Linked DNA regions of Rattus norvegicus: region 2 is linked to region 1. A link is a contact called in public Hi-C data. All regions are on one chromosome and are shown on one strand. Each heading gives the region's core, a stretch centred on a gene start, on an enhancer-like site or on the middle of the called end of the contact. The rest is flanking DNA. Distances are from core to core; before and after follow the strand shown.

Evidence for each region. Hi-C and Micro-C count contacts between places; a contact is called where the count stands out from the background.
Region 2: a contact with region 1 is called in a Hi-C map of liver, with 2.0 times the contacts expected there. The contact joins two enhancer-like sites. A contact is called at or near these places in 2 of 12 Hi-C or Micro-C datasets (liver and mammary epithelial cells).

The regions. Positions count from the first base shown.
Region 1 is chr13:76,941,853-76,948,605 of GRCr8, forward strand. All of the region lies in intron 17 of Dnm3 (dynamin 3), which reads right to left. All of the region lies in intron 3 of LOC102554129 (a long non-coding RNA gene), which reads left to right. Among named protein-coding and RNA genes, the nearest start is that of C13h1orf105, 56 kb to the left of the region's middle. Within about 2 kb of position 4,044, at least 56 of the 93 cell types and tissues checked have an H3K27ac peak or open chromatin away from gene starts, as enhancers often do. A contact at or near this core is called in liver, where this site is marked.
Region 2 is chr13:77,082,555-77,089,448 of GRCr8, forward strand. The region is part of intron 15 of Dnm3 (dynamin 3); the gene reads right to left. Among named protein-coding and RNA genes, the nearest start is that of Mir199a2, 30 kb to the right of the region's middle. Within about 2 kb of position 3,322, at least 20 of the 93 cell types and tissues checked have an H3K27ac peak or open chromatin away from gene starts, as enhancers often do. A contact at or near this core is called in liver, where this site is marked.

The DNA.
Region 1 (6,753 bases), core at 2,794-5,293:
CTGGGAGTTGAGGCAGGATAACTGTACGTTCAAGATTAGACTAAGACCCTAACTTAAAAGACAAAACAAAGGAGCTGGGACTTAGCTTAGTGGTCCCTGCACAGCTTGTGTGAGTCTCACGTGAAGGGGGCTGAGAAAAGAAAAGAAAAATGCTCAGAGGAAGCGAATGTAAGGTATCCGGTACTTTTCTTCTGTTTGACTTCAATTCTTCCTAGGTGGCATGCCTTCTTGGAAGGGAAGTAAGCATTGATGTGACTGAAGGTCCAATATGGAGCAGGTCACAGACTAGAGGAGCAAGAGGCATATAGAAGCCAGTGAATGTTCTATAAGCGTGGGGTACCATGAATTTGGAATGAGTCAGTACTGGGTTTTCATAGGACAGAGAAAGCAGACAGTATAAGCACCTAACATTGTTGATGGGCACAAGGAGCCTCACCATAATCTCTAACAAGTTTTCGACATGAGAAGAGAAGGTGAGGCACTGTAGAAGGATACCCCAGATGGCACTGAGGCCCAAGCAGGGTGTGGAGCTTCCTGAGGAACAGTCATAACTATCTCTATCTGTTGTTAGAAATCAGGCACTCCCTCAGCCTGCCTTCAGTGACTCAGTGCCAGCGGCTCCATCATCACCAGTCGACAAATGCGCTTTAAAAGTCCCCTGCCATCACAGACTGGGCTCTTGCTCTGTCTGTCAGTCTGTCTCTGTCTCTCTTTTATCCCTACTCTGAGATTGCGCCCCAACTCCCAATGAGTCTTTTGTGTGAGATCTGTTGTGTGGTGTGATCTTTTTAGCATACCTTGGCCATGATCTGCCAAGATATTCTGAGGGAAACCCTAACACCTGTCAGACCAGGACCTCAACTTTGTTTTTGGGAGGATCACCTAGGTGATTTTGAAGAAAACAGGATACTGGAGCTCTATCCACAGAGGCTGTGATAATTGGCCTGGAGGAAGTATGGGATGCCGTCAGTTTTAAAGAGTGCTCCAGTTCTCGGCAGTAAGGAGACAGCCTGGGAAGAGCTTAAATGATGAGAGGTTCTCCTGAAGATTTTGTATAGAGTGGAATAAAAATTGCTATTTATGATCTTGGGCCAAAGAGAAAAAAAATCCCCAGGAAAAAGAAGGGTCTGAGTTGACATAAAAGTTAGTATGTACGGTTTAAGATCCAAATGTGATCTCAGCTAGTTTCCACTGTACAGGCCTCTCCATTCCCAGACAGCCAACCTTGGCACTGTGGTAGGCAGATGACTGAACAGAAAAGGAAAAATCAAGTTTTCCTCTAAAAAGAAAGCTGCCTTCTTCGGAACAGTTCCGTGTGTGTGTGTGTGTGTGTGTGTGTGTGTGTGTGTGTGTGTGTGTGTGTGTGTGTGTGTGTGTGTGTGTGTGTGTGTGTACACGTATGGGTAGAGTGGTTGTTTCGCTAAGATCCAGTGAGACTGAGAACAAGTGCTAAGGAGACACAGGGTGCTTTGGAAACCCCGCTGCGAGCTGCATCTGAGTCCAGCCGTTCCAGTAGGTCTCCAGAGATGACCACGGGAGCACTTGAGGCAGCTGTGGGATTTCAGTTGTAAAAGCTGGTCACAGCCCTGGTATTCTTAGTAGCCATTTATGGCTCTTTTTCATAAATCTGGCTAAAATGTTTTTGAATTCCTTTACGCTTCCTGCCAGTCCCACCTTTTGAAACTAATGAGTTCCGCAAGTTTATAACCTGCCCGTATGAAGTACATTTCCTTTCATTTGCCCTGAACTTACTTCACTCTGTTTTAAAGAGTACCCTCCTTGTCCTTAAGAAGAGAAAGTAAACAGGATTATGAGATGAGGACAGATTGGCTGAAATAAGTAGGGCAGAAAAAGAGCCAGGTGTCTGAGGAACTACAGACTACCTTAAATGCATAGTTAAAAAGGCAGAGGCCAGGGGATTGCAGGGCCAAGAGGGAGGTGTTTCTTCTGGACAATGGCTCATTTGTTCTCCTGCCCAGACCCTGCCAGGGGTCCCTGCTTCCTGTTTGGGGCTCTACAGCTCAAATGAAAGGGAGAGTTTAAATGTTTAGCAGATAGCAAGAAAAACTGATGGAACACCAAAAGCAGAACCCACAGGAAAAATAAGGCAAATTTTTCTTTGTTTGTTTACCTACTTCGTATGAGAATATGCAGGGCCCTATGTCTTTTTTTTTTTTCCTTTTCTTTTTTTTGGAGCTGGGGACCAAACCCAGGGCCTTGTGCTTGCTAGGCAAGAGCTCTACCACTGAGCTAAATCCCCAACCCCAGGACCCTATGTCTTAAAAGGAAAACACAGAGGATTTTCCAGGGCTGAAAATTATTAGTAAGACTGGAGACAGAAAATGATGTCTCTCATTTTTTTTTTCGTTAAGTTTCTATTTCTGAAGTAATTTGGGGTTTATCTTTGAACATGCCTCCCTGGACTAGAAGTGAGGCCAAATGAGTTGTTTGCTCTGACGCATGTGATCTTTTTGGTCTAGGTCAAAGGACGAAATATGAAATAAACACCTTACTAAAAGAAGGGGGCTGGCTGTCGTAATGTTAATGTGTGCCCTAGTTTTAAAAGTATAAAGTAACAACATTTTTAAAACATTCATTTCTATGGGCTGAAGGGTGGACTGCAGAATTAGTTGCATTCCCCCTACCCCCTACCCCCACCTCATCCCCAGTCACAGTATAAAGTTGGTTATAGGAAAGCCTTGTGCTTTAATGGCAAATAGGGCAAAGGTTACATGCGGCAGGAATCTGGTCCTGTAGTATGTACAGGGCGCAAGTTGGGCTATAAAACTAGGCTCATTAAATATCCTTGCTCTGAAGCAGAAGCAAATGCATGAGCTCAGGGAGGAGAGCCACAGAAACTGTCTAGAAATATTTCCGTGAAAGACTGTGCAAATAGCTCTCCCTGGTCATGAGAAATGCACAGTTGCTGCTCATACAAAGACCTTCCCCACAATGCTGGCTTTGACCGACTGCCAAGAACTACCTAATGCTGTTCATTCTTTTCTCTTTTCATTTTTCTGAATAGACCATATCGTGCCTACAAAGTAAGATGGCGCATACATGAGAAGTTTCTGAAAGAGCACGAGAAGGAGTTTAGTTACTAACCCCCCATATTCCAAATCGTAAGCTCCTGAGTGTTTTACTGGTTTTGAACATCAAATAATTTGAACGCAAATAATAGAAAGGGCTGGGGGAGGCATTTAACAATTGGTTGGGTGATGATTATCCACACTTCAGTATCTCAGTGAGCAGAAAGTGTAGACTAAGGAATTCAAAGCTAATAATAGCAATGACTTGCTGGCTAAATAATGAACGGCAAGAGGCCTTCTAAGAAGGCAGTTAGCCCCAGAGCAATTCAGACAGACTTGCTTACACAATGGCTGGCTGCTCTGGGAGGCAGCGAGCCAAAACCAACATCAACACCCAGCAGCGCCAGTTGCTCACAGAAGGAGCGTGTAGCTGGATGCTGATGAAGTGCATTGTGGGAATGAATGAGAAGTCAAGACCCCCATCTCACTTTTAATGGGAATCTTGTGATGCCCCAGACCCTGTCTGAGTCATAAGAGGGGCACCCTGCTGGACTCTGCTTGGGCCCTGTGATTAATGGGAGTGACAGGAGGCCAGGGTTGTCTAGAAAATACACTGGATGAAAGAGGTAGGCAGTGAATCATGAGCCCTGAGATCAACTCCCCACTGCTCTATCTGGGGTCTCATTCACCGTTTCTGCAGTATGTGCTGGCGTTGGGTTGGGATGGGGGACCCAACGAGGATATGAGTGTGGAAATTCTTATTTATTTTTTATATCAAAGAAAGAGCTACAGATGGTTCGATTCCATTCTCACTCCTAAGACTTGTGTTATCTTACAAAGGCAGTCTTGAGCTGTTTGTGAGAAACCATGAATCAAAGTGAGAGCGACTCCCTGGTAAAAGCAAGGCTGGATGGAGACAGGCTTCCAGCCAACATTCCGGCTGCCTAGGGCAGGTGTGGTCTTGGGGGTTGTTGCCACTGCTGCTTTCTGGTGGCGGGAGGGAGCTGCCTGAGAATTGCACAGACATTTGGCCAGAATAAGAACGCAGAGCTGTTGTGACACAGCTAAACCCAGTCACATCCTGTGAGATAGCTTGGATAATGCTGAACACATCTTGGCAGTCAGAGTTTGCTACAAAAAGCATTTCCTCATTCACCCAGCTGTGGACAAACAAAACAAAACAAAACAAAACAAAACAAAACAAAACGGCTTGGCTCTTTTCCCCCCTTCTCACTGGCTTCTAAACATTTCATTCAGGAATAATCATTTCTTTTATGTTAATAGATTTTTAAAAATTGGTATCGTCCTTCTAAAGTGGCAGTTTACATCTTTACCTCTTCCTGTTTTTACTAGTCAGTTACTCTGTGATGCTGCAATGTGGCGAGAGAGCTCAATGAATGTATTTGTACATGGAATGCAGTCCTTAGATGGAGGTGGTAAAGCACCAGCTCTGACAGACAGGGTGGTGTTCACACTCTTTCTAAAGTGGCTCGGCAAGGGGGTGGGAGATTGTTAGACGCCAGCCCCAGGGTGTGGCTCTCTGGGACTCTGAGCAGCAAATAACTACCAACGAAAAGGATGGAGTTCAAGAACTTACAACTGGCAGAGATGCTCATATGAACCCCTGGGTGACATGAGTCTGGCTCAAGGAAATGTCCCACTTTCACTTCCGAGAGTCCCTGTAGTTGGTGCAAATGCAGAAACAAATCACCCGTGCTAGGACTCTCTGAATGTGGTAGTAAGTGTAGCCTCCTATTTCAAGTGATACCCTATCCACTTACTCCCCTTAGTAGGAAGAGCACGTTAGGATGGATGTGCTGGTGGGTAAGGGGTAGGAAAGGCAACAGATGAAAAGTAGAGCTGCCTTTAATCCAAGCACTCAGGAGGCAGAGGCAGGGGAAATCTCTGAGTTTGAGGCCGACCTGATCTACAGAATAAATTCAGTTTTAAGCACATAGCACCTGAAGGGTGTCTCTGGTCTGGCAGAAAGATCTGTGGGAAGAATTCTATGTCACATGTCAAAATACTTTAGTTATCCTAGTGTTGTGTAAGATATTTTTCCTGAGGAAACACAACACACACACACACACACACACACACACACACACACACACACACGCACGCACGCACAAGTTTGCAAGATTTAAAACACCTCATTTGTATTCCTGAATCCCTGGAAGGGAACTGTTATCCACGTGCCAAGGAACACAGCAATTCATTATCATTTTTTCTTTCTTTCTCCCTATACACCCTCCCAATGAGATTAAAAGCAGTCTGGGATGTGAGCAGAAAGCTGAGGGAGGAGAGGAGTGGGAGGGAGAAAAAGATGGCCTTTTAATAGCCTCTGCCCCACTCATTCAACACAGTAGGAACCTTGTGTTTCAAACTGAAACTCAATGGTTTCCTTCCTCTTAACTTGGCTGTGTGTGGAAGCCACGCGCTGAGGTCTCTGGGCAGATCTGGAGAGGTAGTAAGTCAACAACTGGCCTTCCTGACAGGATGATGGAGAGGCTGTGGGGAAGTGTGGTAACCTTGTTTTGTAAACAAGCAAGAGAGCAAACATACATTTTGGAGTACTTCAGTTCTATCTATGGTCTCCAAAATCAACACAGAGTTTCTGTGCATCTTTTCAAATGTGAGCATCTTGTAGAACTCCCTACCATGCTCACGAGACTGATGTCCTGACTGACCTTCACTCGGAATCCGGTTCTGGATGTCCACGCATGCTATACCTGTTTAGTTTGTGTTCTTCCTCAGTGTCTGTTCATCACACTCACACTAGGCTTCGAAGAGGACTGATCATCTGTTTTGTACAGTGCCCCTTGGTTGGATTTAGTTAGTACTAATGTCAACTTATGTAATTGTATTTTTGTTGTTGAGAAAATAAATCACATAGATGGTGTGTCATTCTCTGTGCTGTCGGGAAACCTGTGGTGTCTATCTGTCCTGCCACTATCAGGGACTTTGGTGATTTGGTTAAGATGGTGCCTTCCAAGTTTTATCCCCTGCCAAGTTTCTATTCTGTCTCTCTTCGAAACTTATTTTATGGGTCGTATTTTGGGAGTGTGAATATTCCGTTTCTTATTCGACTTTCACCTCCTCATTTTAATACTCACTGTGAAATTTAATAACTGTGAAATGTTGCAAATGACAATTCTTAAATTTCTCTAAGTTTATGAAGTGGATTACCTTTGGTGACTAGGAGCTTTTCCTTCTACTATTCTGTTGTCAGCTGGTGTATGGCTACTTCTGTTTACAGCTGCTGGCTCATAATCCACAGTGATGGCAACCTTGCTAATAACGTCACCCCAGCTCTAGTCACTAGGATCCTCCTTCATGTTTGACTCCAGTATCCTTTTCACATGTCCTCCTATAAATGTTTGAGCACTTCCTTATTTTCCAGTACTCTGAGATAGTCCAGACCCGTCTTGTACTCCTCAACTCCACTCCTGGAATATCTCCAAGGACTGCTGGTTTCTTTTATTAGAGACTAAGATAAAATAACCTTATCTTTTCCTGTGAGTCACAGTGAGTACATAGTCCTCCCAGTAGAAAACAGAAAGATACTAGTATAGGCCCAGGGAGGAATAAGGACCCTGAACTTTCAGTGTTTTTAGGTAAACATTTTTACAACCATAAACCAGTACCAATGTGGGTATGGTGGCAAACATCTGTATTCCAAGCAACCAGGAGGTAGAGGGAGGATGACTGCCACCAGACTGCC
Region 2 (6,894 bases), core at 2,072-4,571, 140 kb after region 1:
AGATACGTAAGTGATTACGTACTGGAATCAGTGTTCCAAGGGAAAATCAGAAAGTGCCACGGGGGACTCTAACAGGAGAGGTCTGACTTCGGACTAGAAGGGGAATTCTGAAAATTCTGGGAGAAAAATGTTCTAATTGTGTTCAATCTTCTCACTGAGGGTGTGTAGGCCCTCGGTGGGAAAGAGCTGGCCTGGATGAAGCAGTGGGGGGAGGGTTAGGTCGTGGGAGTCAGATTGAGGACTACACTGAACCCCCGTGCAACTGTAGCTCCTGGCAGATTTAAGCAAGAGAGTAACAGGATCTGTCTTATCCTTTTAAGACTGTCCTGGGAGTGAGCTGTTTGTGAGAAAGCCCAAAGGGTAAGGGTTGAGGAGAGAGGGGAACAGTGAGAGGCCCCTACTGACCCTCAGGCCAGGCACAGGAATAGGGAGACAAAAGAAAGGGGCAGTGGGGCTGAGATACAAAATCCAATGAGCTTGGAGAAATTACTGAAAAGTATAACATGAAGAAAGGACAAGGGATTCCTCTTAGGCATCTGGTGGCACTGTAGATGGAGACAGGCTCTTAACTACAGATCACTAGAGCAAGAACCAATTTAAAGGGTGGAAGGAGTGGGTACCTGTGAACAGTGATTGCAGGATATAGTGACAAAGATAATGGCTTCCATACCTTTCAGAAGACTAAGAGAGTGATACTGACCATACTTTATAGGGGAAAGTTGATGCACCACAAGCAAATTAGTTAAACCACATGATACAACTGAGCCAATGGCCCAGACACTGCTATTATTACTATGACTGCTGTTTCATTATTAGTAATACTAATACATTACATTGCTAAATCTCTAACAAGAAAGCATCTGAATGTGATTACCAAAAAGCATATAATTTTAAGCAACCAATGTCTTACCAGGCAACAGACTGGACACATAATGTTTCATTGCATTTGGGTTTTGAGACTTCGCTGCATATTTCATAAGCTACCATACAAATAACTTTAAGTACTTACTAACCAAATCTTTATTATGAGAGTAACATTTAATTTATACTAATGTTTTTCTAAGCTGGATAATGTGAAGTGTTTTCAACAACAAAGAATTACATGTTCATAAAGTGGATACATATCAATATGTTTAAAAAGTCCAGAATGATTTGTGTTTGAAATATAAATAAATGGCAATGGACCTACTATAAGCCCCCCAAGGCAGACCTTGCAACAACACACCATGGTCTGCTCCTACCTTCTCCTGGCTCCAACTGAAATGTATCTCTCTAGGGAGTGTCTAGAGACAATGCAGAGAAGAGTGGTAAACACAATACAGGTATAGTGCTATTTATCATTGCATACATGTTTATGTACATATACATTCACATGCTATGTACACACATGAACATATGTTTACATACATAATCATCTCATCTTTAACCAGGCCTCATAAACCTTCCTGAACCAAAATGAAACATTGGGCATTCAGACTCCTCTGTGTTGTTTCCCTGGGTTGGAAACCTGGGTCAGTTGGTGAGTGCTTGCCTGGTGTACATAAAGTTCTGGGTCTGAACCTTAGCAATACAATGCATGAGTCAGATAGAGTAGTGCCCCAATCCCAGCATTATAGTGGTAAGTGCTGGATGATCAGAAGTTTAAAGCGATCCTTGGCTGTGTGGTGGGTTCAAAGTCAGCCTGTGATTCACGAAACAGGGATCAGGGCATGATTAACACATCACGAATCTACTTTTGGAACTCTGGGCTAAGGAGGCATAGAATTTATTCCTAGGGGGAGTTTTGGTGACCGCACATGCAGAGAGGGGTACAGACACTCAGGCCAGGGGTTGGCCCTGTGCTCCACATAGAAGATTCTTTAGCAGGCCATTGCCATTTCATTTCCTGTTTATTCTTGTTCTTAGGCACAGCAATTGAAACGCAAGTCTTTATGACGACTCATAACCTACAGATTCTCATAACCAGTGATAGACATCCAAAGTTCACGCCATGCACACAAGGCCAACATCACCTTTATGCTTCATCTACTGAACTAAGCTTCTTAAAGAGAAATTTCATCTCTCCTCCTTTTCATCTACCTCCGTTGACTGGGAACTATCTCAAAAGCTTCTTTAAAGGCCTTTACCGTTTCTCTTAACCTCTGACTAGCTTGTACTGCTTGCCTTAAAGACCTTTCCCACATTATTCAGGGTAACCTTGCCCGTTTCTTGTGGTAAAAGGCTGCAGTCCCTAACAGCCAAAAAAAGAAAAAAGAAAAAACTCAAGAAAGAAGCACTTATGTCTGCAGCCATGAAATGTGGTGCCTCCACTTGGATGACAGCTACCAAGAACAGCCACGAGGCAGCCTGATTCATCAGGACCCTGAGTTAATTAAGAAACAAAGGCACCGGGAACACACACGCACTCATGACTGGCCTGGCTTTGCTTATCCCGTTTCAGTCAGAGACCACAACTTCTTTCAAATAACCCCAGTTTATTTTTGAGGGGGGGGGATCCTGTCCTCAGACAGGATATGGAGGCGGAGTTAAGGGGTGATGTTTTACACATGCACATCTGGACAAAGTCCAGTTATTTCCCTTAAACATATTCCCCCAGTTGTTTTCATTTTGGCGCTTGCTTTGGCATTCATAAATTTGTGAGATTAATTGTGCGTCGGCAGTCTGCAGGCCTGGAGCTGGGCACCACTTCCACAGCGAGACAGCTACAAAACTCCTCTGTAGGGAAATAAATTCACTCGGGGGGGGGGGGGTAATGAAAGAAGAAAGCACAGACTTGTGGTTCACTTCTGCTTAATATTGTGGTGCTGACGGTGGACATAAGAAAATAGCACTGTCTGTACATCCACTCAGCTAGTAAAGTTTATGTGTGTGTGTGTGTGTGTGTGTGTGTGTGTGTGTGTGTGTTTCAAACACAAGAAAGGGTTTATCACGAGCTGTATTAGAGACTCAAGGGCTGAGCCTTTCTGTTTACTCTCATCTGATCATTCTGGGAAGCGTAAGGATTTCTCTTCACCCTGGAAACGGGCCAACAATTAAAATCACTTCTGTTAAAGGAAACAAACTCAAACTCAGCTTAGAAGTGGTGGAAAAGGAACCTTGTTTTAGGCTGTATTTTGAGAAGTCTACTATACTTAAAAACTGCTATATAAAGAGGGAAACTTGATACATGCTTGTCTTGGTGTGTGGAGACCTCAGTCCAGTCTATGAAGGCAGTGATGTTCAAGCTGTTTCCCCTGGAGCTCAGAAAGGGTCCTACACTCTGTAGATACTGTACAAATACCATCCGGCAACGGAAAGACTGTTCTGTAAAAGCGCGTAAGCAGGCAGTCCGTTCTCAGTTGATACTGGGGTGTATTGCATCAGTGGCTGGGAAGCACGCCTGCTGTGTGTTGTGGTATTTCTAAAAGAAGACTCTGCATGTCCACATACACAAATAGCTGGGCTTTCTAGACCAAGGTCCGAGGACCGAGGACATTACCACGAAACCAGGCTTCTCCTCTTAACCTCTGCACAAACGCAAACCATGCAGCTATTGGAAACGTGTTCCTCACTCCTCTGGGAAATAACTATGATTCAAAGAGTTGGTATGCAGCCTCTGCAGACGAGGAAGAAAGAAACTTTTCATAACCTCCTGTTTCTTGAAGTGTGCTATGTGATAGGGGTTTTTAACCTAAATCAAACCATAATCCATCACTGAACGGTAAGAAACATTGTGTTTTCCTATTGGACAACTTGCTGTTCTTAGACTGTTCGACTCTTAGAATCTTTTCTCAAGTAGAAACATTTGAAGGCTGCTGATTTAAACACACACACACACACACACACACACACACACACACACACGTGCAGAGAGAGACAGAGAGAGAGAGAGAGAGAGAGAGAGAGAGAGAGAGAGAGAGAGAGAGAGATCCCATCCATTAACCTTTGCTTTATCTGTTATAAAATGAGGAAAATTAGGTCAGCCCTATGGACTCCATGAGATGATACTGGGGGTTAAATGAGTGACAATTACGAATGCCCAGGCAACAGGGAAATCACCAAACACAAACAAATTGCAGCCTCTGTATGGTCTGAAATGGTAAAAGGCCAAGGTACAAAAGGAAAGCTTGTTTCTGAGTTACTGAATTACTAATCTAAGGACTAACGGGAATTATCCTAAGAAGTCCACTTAGTCTAGATTGATTGCTAGTGGCAAAGACCATGTGTTCATGCCAAAGTCAGACAAGAGTGGTCCAGAAAGAGCAGAGAGACAGAAAAAAAAAAAAAAACAACCCACAGCTTTCATTCTGACACATGATATGAACATATTCACAGATGCAATTATGCTTATCTGGCCAATTCACTTTTGTCTTGCTTGGGTTGATTATCTACCAGTGGTGGAGTATCTACTCAGACTGGAATCCTTGCTACGTAGGCCTGTATCCCAAAAGCTTACTGGCCACTCGGAGCCCTGGTATCAGTGTATATGAGGAGGTCAGTACTCACGCTCTAACCAAGTCATTATGAGGATTAAGAGGTAAAATAGGAAGACGATTTTCTCATTTGGTGGTCACCCCAAAGTTATGGCCCAACCCACAGTCTCCAAATGAAACTGAGGAATCACACCCAGAATTAAATAAGGTTTCAAGTGTTCCACATGAATGGTCAAAAAAATGAATCGTCCAAACACATGCATCTCTATAGCAATGACCTCTGCATATACATTTCTCGAATATTTCCTATGAGTTAAATGGGCTGAAATCCACCAGCACAGAAGGTGCCTGTAGTACCCAGTGGCACCTTAAACCCCGCAGCTGCAATGCCATTTTAATAAAGTAATTCTTCCAACCATGTTGACAATGGTCATATTAATGTTTACTTCAGTTATTTGCTTTTTGCAAAGGGACTAAGATTTTGGACTCAGAGTCTAATTCCAAGAGCAGAAAACTTGGTACAAATGATGTGCCGGGTTAGTCAGAAAGGCTCTGTTATGAATTCACTCATCACTCAAGGTCACAGAACGATTTCCATTAATAAGGCAAATTAATCACCCAGAAACCCTTCTGTCATCCAGACTGATGGCAGCCATTCTGAGAAACCCAGCATAGTCCCCATGTTTCTGGGTTGAAGGAAATCGGTTTTCACTTTGCTTCATGAACTGAGACAGAAAGTGCTAGTCAAGTCCCTGAAGGTGGGATAGTGACATTCTTTCTACTAAGTGCCTCATCTGTGAAGGTGCCCGCTCCACCCACAAACACTCCTGGTCAGACACAAACAGTGTCTGATCATACAGACAAGGGAATCGTGAGGATGGCTGTTGGGCAACTGATGGAGAGACCCAGCAAGTTGTCTTGCCTCTGTTCATTAATATCCTTATCAATTTATTTTTATATTGCAATTAGAATGGGTACATTCCCACTTTCCACTCCCGGTATGTTTCTCTTTCCTCTGTCTCCTCCCCCTCTTCTTCTCTTTCTCCTTTCTGTCCTTCACCATCTCACTATTTTTGTTTCCCCAGTTGCTTTATCATCGTGGATTTCTGTCGCCCTCTTCAAGGATCTCATGAAATGATCTCTCCTCCCCTTCCTTTTCACTTCAGTAGAGGATACACACATGTGTACATATATGTATACATCAGCGCCTGCCACTGTCTCAGGATCTCCCATAGACCTGCACACATGAGAAAATAATCAGTGACTGCGTATAATTGAGTAAGAGACTCCCAGTGGCAGTGTTAACCTGTGGATACTATCTCAAGGTTTATGCTCTTTCAAGGCTTAAGCTGAAGCAGTTTTTTAAAAGCAGTATGCTGGAGTAGGAATTGTGTTGATTTTATTCTTATCTGACTTTCTTACTGAGTACATTGAGAAATGCAAGAGAAAACCAAGAAACAGATCCAAGGAGGCTAATGATGAAATTTGGTAGAGGGCAATGCTGAGAATGAGGGTACCCTTTGGGTCGATCCACTGGAGACATTGCTCTCAGGGGCACTGTCTCATTGACACCTGAACCATAGAACATCAGTTTTTTCCTCCAGGGTGGCTGTAGCCACATTCAGAACCAAAGCATACAGGGCTTTCAAATGAGCAGTTATGGAATTCTTACGGTTTATTCCCTACTCTTCCCATCCTACTTCTCGGTTTTATTTTTTAACTTAAGGCCTCATGGGGCAGATAGTGGGTGCTTTATCGTAGACCCCTTTCAGAATTTTTTTATTCATTCATTTCAATATCAAAGTGAATAAGAAAAAAATTTGAAAAATGTGTTCCTTCAATATATACTTCATTGTGAGAATCATACATTATTTTCTCTCAAACATAAAACATGCAATAGTCAAGATCTTCGTTGCTTGAAATTTTTTTGAGTAGATTCAATGGAGTTTAAGTCCTATGGCAGTAGGGTATTTTTGTTTGTTTGTTTGTGTTGTTGGTTGGTTTTTGTTTTGTTTCTTATATGGTCTTTGTTCATTTGTTCATTTGTTTCTTTCTTTTTCTTTGGGGGGTAGACGCAGTGGTTAGAATCAAACCTACGCATTGTAGGCAAGATTTTAACCACTGAAACCTACCCAGCGCCCTGCTGTGTTTCCTTTGTAGACTTATCTGTCTTTTCAACCGTATTAGTTTCCCATTGCTGCTGTAACATATTACCATGTATTCTGTGGCTAAAAGCAATAAACATTTATAACTCTCAAATTCCAGAGACCATAAGCTTAAAAATGGGTCCACAGAGCTAGATTCCTTTTAGAGGTTATGAGACAGATTCTACTTCCTCCCTTTTCTGGCTTCTAGGAGCTACCTTTGTGATCCCTTCCTTCATCTTAAAAATCTAGCATTTGTTTTTCTCCTTCCTGACTTCTGTTTCAGTCCTTGCACTTTCTAAACCTATTGCTTCTCTCTTAGAGGATTCTACGGCCAC